Linked DNA regions of Sus scrofa: regions 1 and 3 are each linked to region 2. The links are chromatin contacts, called in public Hi-C maps. All regions are on one chromosome and are shown on one strand. The core of a region is the stretch at or near the end of the contact, and the rest is flanking DNA. Distances in the headings are between cores, read along the strand shown. Region 1 holds the start of CDH5 (cadherin 5, type 2 (vascular endothelium)). Region 2 holds the start of CMTM3 (CKLF-like MARVEL transmembrane domain-containing protein 3). Region 3 holds the start of DYNC1LI2 (dynein cytoplasmic 1 light intermediate chain 2).

The links. Hi-C and Micro-C count contacts between places; a contact is called where the count stands out from the background.
Region 1: a contact with region 2 is called in a Hi-C map of embryonic fibroblasts, with 5 times the contacts expected there. The contact joins the promoter of CDH5 here to the promoter of CMTM3 in region 2. A contact is called at or near these places in 1 of 47 Hi-C or Micro-C datasets (embryonic fibroblasts) and 1 of 2 datasets of contacts at active chromatin or transcription factors (skeletal muscle).
Region 3: a contact with region 2 is called in a Hi-C map of mesenteric adipose tissue, with 2.1 times the contacts expected there. The contact joins the promoter of DYNC1LI2 here to the promoter of CMTM3 in region 2. A contact is called at or near these places in 2 of 5 promoter capture datasets (fetal liver and liver), 22 of 47 Hi-C or Micro-C datasets (alveolar macrophages, brain, embryonic fibroblasts and 12 more) and 2 of 2 datasets of contacts at active chromatin or transcription factors (alveolar macrophages and skeletal muscle).

Annotation. Positions count from the first base shown.
Region 1 is chr6:27,106,489-27,110,882 of Sscrofa11.1, forward strand. It overlaps CDH5 (cadherin 5, type 2 (vascular endothelium)), which reads left to right and starts at 2,072. Exons shown (of 13, transcript NM_001001649.2): 1 at 2,072-2,173.
Region 2 is chr6:27,306,026-27,310,380 of Sscrofa11.1, forward strand. CMTM3 (CKLF-like MARVEL transmembrane domain-containing protein 3) reads left to right here and starts at 2,121. Exons shown (of 5, transcript XM_021094006.1): 1 at 2,121-2,391. The coding sequence starts at 2,239.
Region 3 is chr6:27,442,491-27,447,470 of Sscrofa11.1, forward strand. DYNC1LI2 (dynein cytoplasmic 1 light intermediate chain 2) reads right to left here and starts at 3,648. Exons shown (of 13, transcript NM_001243620.1): 1 at 3,523-3,648; 2 at 3,299-3,372; 3 at 1,134-1,250. The coding sequence starts at 3,629.

The sequences.
Region 1 (4,394 bases), core at 822-3,321, 200 kb before region 2:
TGGCCGGTCCTGGCTCCTCTGTGGCCACCCCAGCCCCTGGCAGGAGAAGGCAGAGTTAATCGCGCTGGAGAAGGAAACGCTGAGCCTTTGTTTGTTCATTCCACAAACAGTGACCGAATGTGCTGCATCCCGCACAGAGGTCCCCACTGGACCGTCCTCCCTCCAGCATCGCCCAGCTTCCCTGCTGCCAGGGTCCCCCAAAGCACACACACGTGCCGGCACAGCCTTAAAACAAAACCAAAAAGCCTCCGTTTCTCTGCTTCACCCACTGTGAGGCTGGGAAAGGGAGCTGGGCTCACTCCTCACTCCCCTCCGCCAGCCCCTCGTCTCCACTCCTTTCCCTTTAACTTGCTCTGGGCACAGCCATCGACGACCCTGACTTCCCAACCCAAGCTTCAGTCCTCCCCTTTCCCAGGCTGACCCAGGCGACACTCCTTCCTCCCGGGCTCGATCTTAAGCAACCTATAGGCCTCCTTCCCCATAAGCTCGCCCACTTCCATGGTGGCCTCGGGAGACAGCCATAAGCTCAGGCTTCCAAACCTCAGCTCTAGGCCAAGTGTAGCCAACCGTATCCACCCGAGTCCCCAGCTGCCAATCTGACCTGGCCACTCGGGTGTCTATGAGCCACCTCAATCTCAACATGCCTGAAACAGGGAAATCTCCATCTCCCCCTCCCCCAAAATACCCTTCTGCCCCATCCCCATCTCCACACTCGTGTCCACTGACATACCAAGTAGCCCCGGGCCAGGCCCGCCCCCTCTCCGGTCTCTGTTTGTCCAGCTATGTAAGGGAATCATTGGCGTTCCTGTCGTGGCTCAGTGGTTGATCAATCTGACTAGGAACCATGAGGTTGCGGGTTCGATTCCTGGCCTCGCTCAGTGGGTCAAGGATCCGGCGTTGCCGTGAGATGTGGTGTAGTTCGCAGGCATGGCTCAGATCCCACGTGGCTGTGGTGTAGGCCGATAGCTACGCTCTGATTAGACCTCTAGCCTGGGAACTTCCATATGCTGCGGGTGTGGCCCTAGAAAAGGCAAAAAAAAAAAAAAAAAAAGGGGGGGGGGAACCACTGCGGGACTTCCCATTCATTCATCCGTGGAAAAATAGGGGCCAACGATTCAAAGCTTCCCACCACACGCCTGGAAGATTCCAAATCAGATGGACTCGGGTGGAGCTCCCGTGTCCGCAGTTTGTAAAACCTTCTCTGGGACTCTCATGATGAAGAGCATCTGAGCACCTCCTGCCCCCAGCTTCTTGGTTCTAACCATCTCTGGTCCTGCCTTCGCCGTGGCGATCTTCCACACCCCTCTTGGACTCCTGTTTATCTCAGCAGCCACATGAGGCTGAGGCTGAGGCTGTGAGTATCCCCACTCTACAGAAGAGAAACCGAGGCGAGGTGGAGGGGCACGACGGGCCCACGGTCACGTCCAAGGTAGAGTCACGGCGCTTGACTTTTCTTGATATTCCTAAACCCACTCAGCAGCCCCATGCCCCGTCTACCCCCACTGGGAAGAAGGTGAAGCAGTTTCCAGAACTGAGAGCTGCGGTGTGTTTCCCAGCCCCCACCCATCCCACCACAGAGGCCCCTGAGGGCTCCCTGTCACCTAAGAAGTCTGCCCCTCCCCCCCAGCAAGTCATAGGGTCACCTGGGAAAATCTGGCTCTGAGCCCTCGCGACCCAGGCTGCATTTCTGGCTCTACTGTGCCCCAGATGAGTACACAAGCGCCTGACACCTGCTGAGTCTCAGTGTCCTGAGCTGTAAAATGGGGGTGATGGCACCTGTCCCCAGGCTTATAAGGAGGGTGAATGAAGGCCCTTGGCAGGTGCTGGACTCAAAGCCCCAGAGCTGAGGCCTAGGGCTGGGGTTCGAACTGAGGGTCAGGGGCCGGGTCCAGGGCTCGGCCTCCATGGGGACAGCCTGGCTGGGCGAGGCCCACTGAAGGCCTGCCTCTCTGCAGCCAGCCCGGCCCTCACAAAGGAACAATAACAGGAAACCATCCCGGGGGGGACGTGGGCCAGGGCCAGCTGGAAAACCTGAAGGGGCGGCGGCCAGGCCTCCCTCGCCGCCGGGCGGGGCTCCCCTCGAGAGGCTGTGGGCCAAGCTCCCCGGCACACTCAGCCCCGGACGGGCGGCAGACAGCCAGACAGACGGACACACATCTCGGCCCCCGGCACGGTGAGTGAGGGGCCTCGGCTTCCCACCCGGGGAATGGTCCTCATGGGTTCGCAGGGAAGAGCCGCTCCTGGGGCGGCCCGGGCTTCTGGCTCAGGGCAGGGCCGGGAAGGTGTGCCCAGCGAGGGTGCCACAGGCACGGAGGGACGCGCTTGGGGAAGGGGCGAGCTCAGCTCCCCCATGGGTAGACACCCAGGCCCCAGGGCCCATGGGCTTCCGTGGGGGCGGGGGACAGACGCTTGGAGGGCAGGATTCTGCCTGAGTCGCCCAGCACACCAGGGACAGAGGACTGGCACCCAGGCCTAGGCTCCCCTGCGGGGCCCCTTCCCCTGTGAGAGAGGATTCACCAAGGCTGAGGTCATCCCCTCCACCCTGAAGCTCTGTGCCGGGACGGCAAGAGGAGCCCCGCAAGGGGAGCTCAGAGCCCCGGCCCCTCCTCGTCAACCTCTGCCCCCATTTTCAGTATGGGCAGGCTGAGGCTCGGCTCTGGGCCCCCGGGGATCTGCCAGTGGAATCTGTCCCCTCCCAGCCCCAGACACTGTAGGGGCCAGTCACGAGTTGTGGGAGCTGTGGTCTTTCTCTTCCAACACCCTGGTACCTATAGATGGGAACCGAAGGGACCCAGGAGCCCTCATATTTTGAAGAAGTTCCCCCTAAAGACTTGAAGGCAGGCGGTCTAGGGTACGAGCCTGGCTTGAAGACGGCCATCCTAGTATAAATCTCAGCTCTACCGTTCACTTCCCGTAAGACCTTGGGAAGATTACTCAAAGTCTCCAAAACTCGGTTGGCTTGTCTGAGCAATGGAGATGGCAGTTCTTTTTGCAATTCATTGCAAGAGCTGAAAATGATGCTCACAGACGGCCCTGGGGCGCTGGAGCTCACTGTTTCCTGTCACTGGCAAACCGATGAATTTGATAAGGCCTTTCCCCACATCTCAGTGGAGAAGCGAGACCTTGGACCCCAAAGCCCAGGCTCCTTCCCGGAACACATAGCTTCTCATGTGTCAGCCTCCTCGTGCGCAAGTTGGAAGAAACGGTCTTTGTGTGAGTCAATTAAAGGAGGCCTGAACACACCTCGTGTCGGGAATGGCTCACGGGAGGCGCGGGGGGCAGGGGGGGGCTTTAAGAAATCACAGCTGAATTCACCGGCCACCCGAGCTGACCATGGCTTGAATGTTATAAAGGGTTTGACCCCTGAAGTTGGTCAGTCCTTAGCAGGTGAGAGGATGTGTCAGCTCTTTGGTGCCAAGCACCACACTGGTTCCCCCATCCCCACACCCTGGGCCTTTCTGCCAGGGGTGGTGGGCAGACAGGAGCCTCACAGGAAACAATGGGCATTCTAGGGAAGGCAGGGAGCCGGGCAGCTCATTGGCCCCACAGAGGCCAGTGTGGCTGGAAGGTTTCTAGAGCAGGGAGTGGCAGGAGGGCCAGTGATGCTAAAGGCCAGGAGTGAGTCCCAGGACTGAGAGCTCTGGTTCATCTTCAGGCGATGGGGAGCAGCAGGACCCTCCTGACTGGCCTGAGTCCAGCACGTGTGGGTCCCGGCCTGGAGGGCAGCAGGTGACCAAGGGGCCCAGGAGCTGCTGTGCCCCCAGGCAGCTCTGCTAATTCTGGCTTCCCATGCTGAGGGGGTAGGCAAGGCGCCTACTGGCCTTGGCCTGGCAGGGGTTAAACTGCCTGCCCTGCAGTCTGGACCTGAGCGATTGTGCTGCTGAACAAGGGCCGGACATGGGAGCAGGAAGCCAGAGGGGCCACGCTTATTTTCTCCCAAAGCTGGATGACTCACGGCTCTGCTGCTGCCTCAGGGATGCCCATGGACATAGTGGACACTCGCTCGGGGGGGAAATAACCTAGAGCCCCTTGCCCATGGGGATCCATCCCTGCTACTTCCATTACCCCCTGCACCCCCTTGGCATCCCGGAAGCTGCTAAAAGAATTGGAGTCTTGACAGCAGGACCACAGAGGCTGAGCGAGGCTGAGCAGCCAGTCTCAGGTCACACAGTTACTATGAGGTGAAAGCAGGATGTGAGTGAGGCCAGTTCCTTCTAACTCCACTGCCCTGCCACACTCCCCTCCTGGAGAGCGAAGAAGTTGGGAAGGATAGAACCTGACAGTTCAAGCCATAGAAGCAGGCCCAGGATGAGCCAGGAGCCTGATGATCCTGGGAAAAGAGTATTCTAGGAGACAGGTGCTGCCCCAAGTAGCTTGGCTTCTGGCTGGAGAGA
Region 2 (4,355 bases), core at 871-3,370:
GCTGATGGACCACAGGTGGTTTCCAGTGTGAACTATTAAAAATAGGGCTGTTATAAACATCCACCTACAAGCCTTTGTAGAGACACGTATTTCCATTTCTCTTGGGTAAATAGCGAGGGGCAAAATGGCTCGGTCATATGGTAGGTCTCTGTTTAACTTTCTGAGAAACAGCCAAACTGTCTTCCAAAGTGGTGATAACAATTTCCACCCTTATCGGCAGTGCATGAAAGTTCCAGTTGCGCCACATCCTCAGCAGCACTTAAATAGCAGCATCCTTTTTTACTAAGTCATTTTGATGGCTGTATAGTATGAACTCATTGTGGCTTTAATTTACATTCTTAGAGTCCAATGATATGGAGCACCTTTTCACATGCTTCGTGTATGGTCACATATCTTTGCTGAATTGCTTGTTCAAATCTTTGGCCCGTTCTTTAAATTGGCTTGTTCTTCTTATTTTTGAGTTATTTATATTGAGCTGTGCTTTAATTAACACAGATCAGAACCAGGACATCCTTTGTTTTAATCTTCACCTGGTCTCCCCTCAGGGAATTAGGAGTAAAATCCAAACCCCAAGGCCTGGTCCTCCACAGTCTGACCCCACCCCTTGTCTGATCCATCTTCTCCCCTGGCCCTTAGCCCAGTCCTTTCTTCCACACAGCCTTTATGATTGCATTCTGAACCAGCCAGACGTAGCACCAGGATCTTATTCAGGATTCTCTGGATGCGGTTAGTGTTTACCGACCCACATCCATCCCCCCAAAGCTGGGGTTTCCCTGCTTCCTGGGCTTCTAGCACTGCAGTGGAATGAATAAATAAATGAGTGAGTGAGTGCCTCTTACCTGGCTAGAAAGGTGAGGGAAGTCTCCTCTGAGGAAGTGCTACTGCAGTGTGATCACAGAAAAATAGGAATTATTCAGATAAAAAGGTGGAAAAAGCAATCCAGGTAGAGGGCTCTGCATGTACAAAGGCCCTGTGGCAGGAGGGAGCATGTAAGAGGTAAAAAGCTCTATGGGTATGAGAGACAGAAGAGGATAGCAAGGGGCTGCGTTTTTAGGCTCTATACCAAGTCTCTGAGTAAAACGGGAAGTTCCCAAGGTTTTTGAAGGTGAGGAGAATGAAGATGACTGTGATTGACGATTTAAGCATCCCTCTGGCTGCCAAGAGAGAAAGCACAGAAGCCTCCTAAACACACCCTCACAACAGTCCAGGAAGGAGACAGAAGTGGTTTCAGATCTACTGGAGGCTGCGGAGGTGAGACCTGGACAGAGATCCAGAAAAGCTTTGGGAAGTGAAGTGCAGGCCTTGGTGGATGGTGAGTGTGTGGGAGAACAACGCCAATCCCCAGGTCTCTGGCTCTTGGGGTGGAAAGACAGATGACAGCGCCCTTCACAGAGGATCAGGCAGAGTGAGAATGTTATGGCCTGGATATTGGATCCACTTAACCCCAAACGCCCCGGAGGCATGTGTGGGTTGTGCAGCGGCTGGGCCCCGAGGTGTATGTCTGGAGTCCTCTCCATGAAGATGCGGGGTGAGGGTGGGGGCGAGGGGAATGTGTGCGCGCAAATCCAGGGTTGCGGTGGCCAACAATGAGGTCTGGGCTGGGCAAGCACATGAGGGGTGGCCAGGGGACAAAGGGAGAGGGAGCGGGGCGGGGAGCTGACAGCAGGGTCAAAGCCACAGGACAGGAGAGGAGTCTCTCAGTTTGGACGCCTAGGTTTCTGGGTTCCTGCATGGGCAGGAAGCATGACTGGAGGGAGACAGCGCGTGCAGACCATCTTCTGGGCAAGAAGGGATGGGTGGGAGCTCTGACTGGGTGTTCCGGGGCGGCAATAAGAAGGTCTCCTGATGCCAGGACAGGGGTGGAGGGGGGAACGCAGGGGTCTGAGGAGGCTCCAAGCCAGCACTGCCACCAGTCGGGCCAGCGCAGTCCTAAGCAGCCCTGGCAGCCTGGGTCCGAGGGGAGGAGAGGAAGCAAAGAGGAGGAAGACCGACGGAAGGGGAGAGGGAGGAGAGGAGGGGGCAGGAGTAGGGAGGAGGGGAGGAGGGAACGAGGCCGAGAGGAGAAGGGGGAGGGAACGGGGCAGGAAGAGGGGCGGGGCGGGGCGGGGCGGCGGGGAGATGCGCCCCCGCGCCCTTCTAGCCTAGCCTTGTGCTTCCGCACAGTCCGGGTTTCCGCTTCCCTCCCGGGCGCCGGGTGAGAGGGAGCGAGGCCGAACCTCGGTCCCGGCCGCCGACGCCATGTGGCCCCCAGACCCAAACCCAGAGCCCGACCCGGACCCCGGGCCCGCCAGCCGCTCCCCGCCCCGCACGGCCGTCTCCGGGCTCTGCGCCCTCCTGCCGGCGCCCGCCTTCCTCTGCTCGCTCAAAGGCCGCCTCCTGCTGGCGGAGTCGGTGAGTGCAGCGCCCCTGGCCCCACCTGGCGGCGCCGAGCCCCCAGCAGCCGCTCCGGTCCGCAGCCGCCGGCGTGAGGCTCCGGGCGGTAGCCGCCGTCTGCATCCCCCGGTCCCGGAGCCCCGGCTGGCCGGCTCCCCTCGCAGCCCCCCGAAGTTGGGCTGAGTTGGGCAAACTTCCCCAGTTCGGGACGGGCTCGCTGAAGCTCAGCCGCGGGTTGGAGGCGAGGCGGGGCCCGCGCCCAGGGCTTCCCGATTCTTTAACCCGAAGTTGGGGTCCAGAGGGAAGCCTGAGGAGGGGGCCCGCCGACGAGGTGGCCCGGCCGCTGGGAACTCGGCCAGGAGCTGTGTGACCCTTGGGCGCCTCCGCCCTCTCTGGGCCCCTGGGCCGGGCTATGTCCCTGCAACTTCTGGCCTCCGTCGCGGGCTCCCACGCCCACCGCCCCCGCCACGACCCGGGAGGGCCCTGGAGGAATCAGCCCTCTGCAGCTCCGGAGTCAAGGGCTAGAGTTGGCCCTCCGCGCCGTTGCCCGCTTTCTTGGGCACTGGGAAGACCGGCCGTGCCTCGGGCTGCAGGACGGAAGCCAGAGTGGAGTCCCGCCAGCTTGGGAGAGGGGACCCCCGAGCTTGGCTGAGGCCCAGGCGTGCGGGGGGCGCGCAGGGAGCCCACCCCACCCAGGCTGCAGAAGGGCGGTCCAGCAGGGTGACTTCATTCCTCTTCCTCCCTTCCCTCGCTAGAATTCAGCAGTCCCGCCCCACTGAGCTCCTTCCTCCTTCCCGCAACCCCCACCCCGGTAGGCCCCGTCAGGCCTTTGTCCTCCGGACACTCGGAAAATTCCCCAGCACGGTCGGCCTGTGGGGGGGGGGGGGAAGGAAGGGGAAGAAAGGCCAAGCGGAGGGGAGGGGAGGAGGGAGAAACACTTGTTGCTTAGATCTCCAGCAGTTTGAAAATCCCTGTCATTACTCCCACTTTACAGACAAGAAAGCTGAGGACCAAGCGTCCAGGGGACTTGACATGGGTCACTTGAGGGCCAGGTGACAGCTTGGACAAGGGCAGCAGGGCGGCAGGGACCAGAGGGAGGAGGATCCTGCTCCAACCTCTCCTTTCTATCACCCAGGGCAGATGGCAGGAGACAGTCCAAGCATCTCCTGTGCCCCTGAGGTCAGCCCAGAGGTCTCCAGGCCAGCATCTGCCCAACTCCCAGATGAGGCATCAGGGCCCAGGACTCACAGCTCACACACCAGGGAGTCTCCTCCTGGTTGGCCACCCCCATCCACTTGGAGACTGATGGGAGCCACTCTCGGGGAGAAGCTTTGAATCCGCTCATCCACGGAGGGGACCACAACCACACCCTGCTCAAGCGCACCTCATGGGTGGAGGAGGTGCTGGCCAGAGCACAGAGGAGGCCCAAGAATCTATGTCTGCGAGGATGAAGAGGAGGGAGGAAGGATGAGGGGTGGGCAGTGAAGATGCAGTGGAGCCACTCTAGTCACTGCTACCTCCCTCTGGTCACCTCTGGCTGCCCCCAGACCCAAGCAAGTGGGGAGCTGATATGGACAGGAAGTAGGAGGAAGCTCCCGCATGAATCAGGACATGAGGGAGCAGAATTGAGAGGGGAATTGGGGAATCGCCAGGATCAGGCTTTGGGGAGAGGGGAAGGACAGAAAAAGAAGGGACACAGAACAACCTTTGGCAAAGGACCAGGTTGGGGTCCTATGGCCTTGCCTTCCTGGGAGGCCTGGCAGCCTCTCAGCCTGTCACTATGCCATCGTTTTTTATCTGTTCAAGTTGGGCTTAGCTTCATCTATGGCCATGTTCAAGGCAGATGTGGTTCGTGGTGGGATCGCTACAGCTCACTTGTCTGAATCCACCGCAGTGCCTGCAGGGCATCTGATTGTCATTCCTAAGGGACCCTCTGGCCCCACTCTGAGCTACTCAGCCATGGATGTGCTCAAACCCAGCCA
Region 3 (4,980 bases), core at 2,398-4,897, 140 kb after region 2:
TTAAGGTGCAAGAAAGGACCTGGGTTCAGCTTCCTCATTTTATCAGTGAGGAAATGGGGGACCAGAGATGATGGCATCTTGCCCTCTCATACAATCATCCTTATATCATGAGCCTTACTGTTTAAATGGGTAAAGACTTTTTTTTTTTTTTTTGGGAAAGGCAGTTTTAAAGAAAGTAATTTAATGAACATACTTCATCTTTAAGCAACATAGATAACTTTCCTACAAGTAAAAAGCTCTATGTACCACTATTAGTTTATTTTAGAGCCACTGAAAATCCAACATAAAGTCTGAAAATTTATAAAGCAGGCATTAGCAATTGGTAGTAAGCAAAAAACATTATTCCAACTCAACCCATAATCATAAGAAAACAACTTAAATGATATCTAATCCTTATAAGGGAGCTTACCATACACTTTTAACCACCCCAACTTCCCAGCAGGTACAAAATGATTACTATGCATATTCTAGAAATAAGGAATTAAAAGAGAACATTATTACCTCTGAGCTTCTATTATCGCCACTGAAAAATAGTAGTAACAAAACAACTGTCCTAGGAAAAGAGCATTTTTACACCATCGCAAAGAGATTCAGAAAACTCTCTTGTAAATATCTCCTGAGCAATTTTGGATTCTCCAGCAGAACCAGGCAGAGTAACAATGGTGTCCAGATCAGTTTGCCAAGTGTTTCTTTCATTAAAAAGTCCAAAGCACTTTAAAACTTCTTACTTATGTTTTGTTTTACGCCATAAGGTACAGTGGTTTGATATAAAATCTCAGTTCCCAAACCAGGGGTTGAACCTGGGCTGCAGCAGTGAAAGCATCAAGTCCTAACCACTAGACCACCAAGGAACTCCCCATTACTTTCTTGCTTGTATGGGCATCTGAAACTATACCCTCAGTACTTCCTGTTAAGTAGGGGTTATCCAGATCAGCAGTTACCAGGCCCATTCCCCATTTTGCTAACATACACTGTAAAGAAAAGTAGGTAAAGTCCTACAAAGATATGCGCTCCATCTATTTCCCTGTGACTAATTCTCTTAGAACTAAACAGAAAATTGAGAATGCCTGGGCATGCTGCAGGAGCAGCAACCAAGGACTCAAGAAACCTCTGTGGATCAACACTTTACTCACCATCTCGGTCCTCGTCATGGATGCTGAGGTAGAGATACTCTAGGCCTCTTCCTTTTTTGCCATGTTCAGCTCCTTGAAGTTTAGTCATGAGGGTTGTTTTACCAGAACCATCTTCACCTAAAGCAATGCATGTAAGAAGACAAAGCGTACTGTTTACTCTAGACGAGGATGGGGAGTCTGGACATTCACACAAGGAACAACCAAGACCTTCAAGGCTCTTGAGTTCTCACCCACATTCACAGACACGGCAGGATCTACTGTTTGCAGTCAGGGTGGGGAGAGGTGATAAAGGCGGCAACTTGCAAGATCTAAAATGACAATCTACTACAGACATTCTTACTTTACAAGGAAATGAATAAGACAGGTTTGCTGGCCCTACCTATCATTTATAAGGTGCATCTGGAGAACTGAAAGCAAAAGGTGGGGCTAGTTTCTGACAGAAACAACTTTTACCACAAGAAGAGCAAGACATCTTCAAAATATAATTAACCTTAAAACCCAGGAACTCTTTAACTAAAAAAAAAGTCTGATCCTCCCTCATAATCATGAAGAATGGAAACTGTTATTCACTTTTGACTTTAGCATATTTTTTTTTGTAAGCATCCTGAGGGCTAGGAAACTGATGAAAATAATTACAGACCCAGGCCAAACTCTTTAGCACAATCTCAGTAATTATCAAGTGCCTCCTCATGCCCCTCCACCCAGCTAACAACCCCCCTTCGTCCCCCACAAGAAACCTCAGACATCAGGAAGAGCCACCACCAATAAACACTGCTAGGCACCCCTGGGATTTAATAATATGGAATTACAGAACATGAGAACTGAAAGGCATTCCACAGATCAAAGTCCTCTTCTCCACCCACAATGCCACCACCTTCCTAAGGCCCTCCACATCCAACATGGACATGGCAAGCACTTAGCCCGACTCTAGTTCCTGCTCATTTTGAGCCTCCCTCCCACTCTACTGCCAGAGTCCCCTTTCTAAAACACAGACCTGGTGTCCTTGATTCTCCAGTGCATGAAGACTTCTTAAGACCTACTACAGTGGTTGGTCATCAACTAAAGAAGATCATATGCTCCCCTCAAAGACAGTGGGAAAACCACCCTTGCAGTGATTCCCAAGAGAATTAGGGGATGGAGGTGAATGAAAAGCCCCTGAGAATTGGGTGCCTTCAGGAAAAAGTATCAACCCTTCAGCTTTCCACAATCTGCCCACAACTTACTTCATCAGTTACCTTCCACGAGGAGGTTGTGGTAGCTTCCAATCCCCTTATGCTCTTGTCACCTGTGTTCCTGCAAACACGAACCCTCTGTGGCCACTGCATGTTGACATTTATCCTTGAAAACACCTCACTCCAAGAAGTACCTTCTTTCAAACAGCAAGCACTAGACTGTATGATGCTCAGAGAATAACCTGCCCATGCCGAGCAACCTCACACATCTACCAACACATCCACCCATGTCTCATTAGACGGAGATTCTTGTGTGGTGTCTGAGGGATGTCTGTGCTGTCCCAGTGACCAACCTACAGGACTCACTCAACAAACAAACGGGTTTGCCATAGGAAGGAACCCAGCCAAACTTCCTCATTTGTACAAGGAAACGACACCAGAGATGGTGAGGAACCTAAACCAGTTAGCCCAGCAGTGAAGGCTGAAATAATGCAAGTAAAGCCCCTGGTGAGGATTCCAGAGCCTGCTGTCCTTTGCAACGTCCCTCCCACTGTGCAATGCTCATCCAGATCCAAAAACGGCTTTTGTGGCATCTCCCCCGAACCCGATCCCCAGTTACCTCGTTCCTCCACCTCCGCTAACCTTCCAATCTACTCACTCCCCTCTCTACGCCCAGTATGGTGAACTTTGAGGCTATTAGAGCAGAGAACCAGGGTTCTAAAGCAGAGCTGATGCTGCAGCCAAACTACGGCGACTAAGGAATGTGCCCACAACCCCTTGCCAGCATCCCTGGGCTCTCAAAAAGGGGCACCGTCCCGACTCCGGGCGTGGTGGACTCAACCACTCTCCGGCTGTGCAGCCAGGGTTTCCAGGCCCTGCCGGGCGAGGCAGGCTGCAGGCAGGCCGTAGGGGAGAGGAAGCCTAGGCTCGGTGAGAGGGCGTCCGCCTCGCCCACCCCAGCTCCCCGGGCAACGCCCCGTCCCTGGCGCTCACCGAACACGAGAATGTTCTTGCCGGACGGCAACTTGGACCTGGCGCGAGTGGACACCTCACTCAGGATCGAGGACCTGTGGGGACAACAGCAAAGAGGTGGGTCCCACAGCCAGCCTGAACCTGACCGGCCAGTGACGGCCCGTCAGTCTGTCCGACGGTCCGGCCGGGCCCGGCGCGCCCTCCCTTCGCCCGGCCGGCTCAGCCTGGCCGCCTCGTAGTCTCACCATAGGCTCTGGCCCTCCTCCTCCTCACTGGTTAGGTCACCGGCGGCCGCCACCGCGGGCCCGTTGGGGCCCAGCAGCAGCTTCTTCTCCACCCCCACCGGCGCCATCTTGCCAACTGCAGCCACAAAGAGGGCCCTCCCCCGGGCCCGCCGAGGACCCGCGAGGACCCCGGCCGGGCCGCCCGCCGCGCCCCACGTCGCCCGCCCCAAGGGGTCCTTGCCGCCCGCCGCCCTCCTCCGGGCCTTCGATGTTCACGGGCTCCCGTAGGGTCGTGAGGCCACTGCGGTGTCTGAAGGTGGGCGACGGTCAGGCGGCCGCCGGGACAGCCCTGCTCGCGGAAGCGGCGGCGCGAGTGGGAGCCGCCCGGGCGGAGGGCGCGCTAGTGGCCTCTGCTGGCCGACGGGCACAACGGCACCCCGCCCCGCTCCTCGCGCGCTGGCCACTCCTGCTGCGCCGTCGAGGAGAGACGGGACAGGCTTTGGAATGAAACTGATACATGACAGCACCGTTTATCGGGCTTTTACCGTGTGGTCACACAGTATCTCACTGAATCTTATCTAATTCTTACAAGTGATGAATCCGAATCTCAGAAATCTGAAGAAACCTGACCAAGGACCCAGTGCTTTCTAGCTATCTTCTGATAGCATCCTGACACTTCCAGTCTTACTCACCGGTCTTAACCTATTATATCATGAATTTTGCCAAATGCTAATCTACCCCCGAATTGAAAGACTGGCCTTAAACGAGATCCTCAAATCCTCACAAATATCCTACTTTTCACCGTCTTCCTTGACTCTATTAGGACCATCAGGTAGTGATCTTTACCACTAAATACACCTTAGTTTGCTTTGTTAACAGGTTTTGTTTTTGGCTGCACTGGCTGTGCCACAGCTGCAGCAATGTGGATACTTAACAGATTATTTTATTGATTGATTGATTGATTGACTTATTATTGTCTTTTTAGGGCCGCATATGCAGAATATGGAAGTTCCCAGGATAGCAGTCAGATCGGAACTGCAGCTGCTGGCTTATGCCACAGCTACAGGAACGAAGCAGATCCTAGCGGTGTCTCCCACCTACACTGAAGCTCATGGCAATGCTGGATCCTTAACCCAGTGATAGAGGCCAGGGATTGAACTCATTTCCTCATGGATAATAGTCCGATTTGTTACCACTGAACCACGATGGGAACTCCCTGACAGTTTGGTTTTTTTTTTTTTAATTTGTATTTTCTGGTAGCCAACCAGAAATAGGAGGCTTCCATTTCCTTTTGAAAGAGAGGGAAGGAAGGAAGGGGAAAAGAAAGAAGGAAAAAGGAAGGCATGTGAAGGGGGTAGCGACGGGGAGAGAAGGGAAGGAAGAGGGTAATGGAAGAAAAGCAAAGAAAAAATAAATGTCACCTATCAAGCTTAACTTTAGGTGTGGCTTCTATCTGAGGGCTCTTGGTATCTTTGTGGA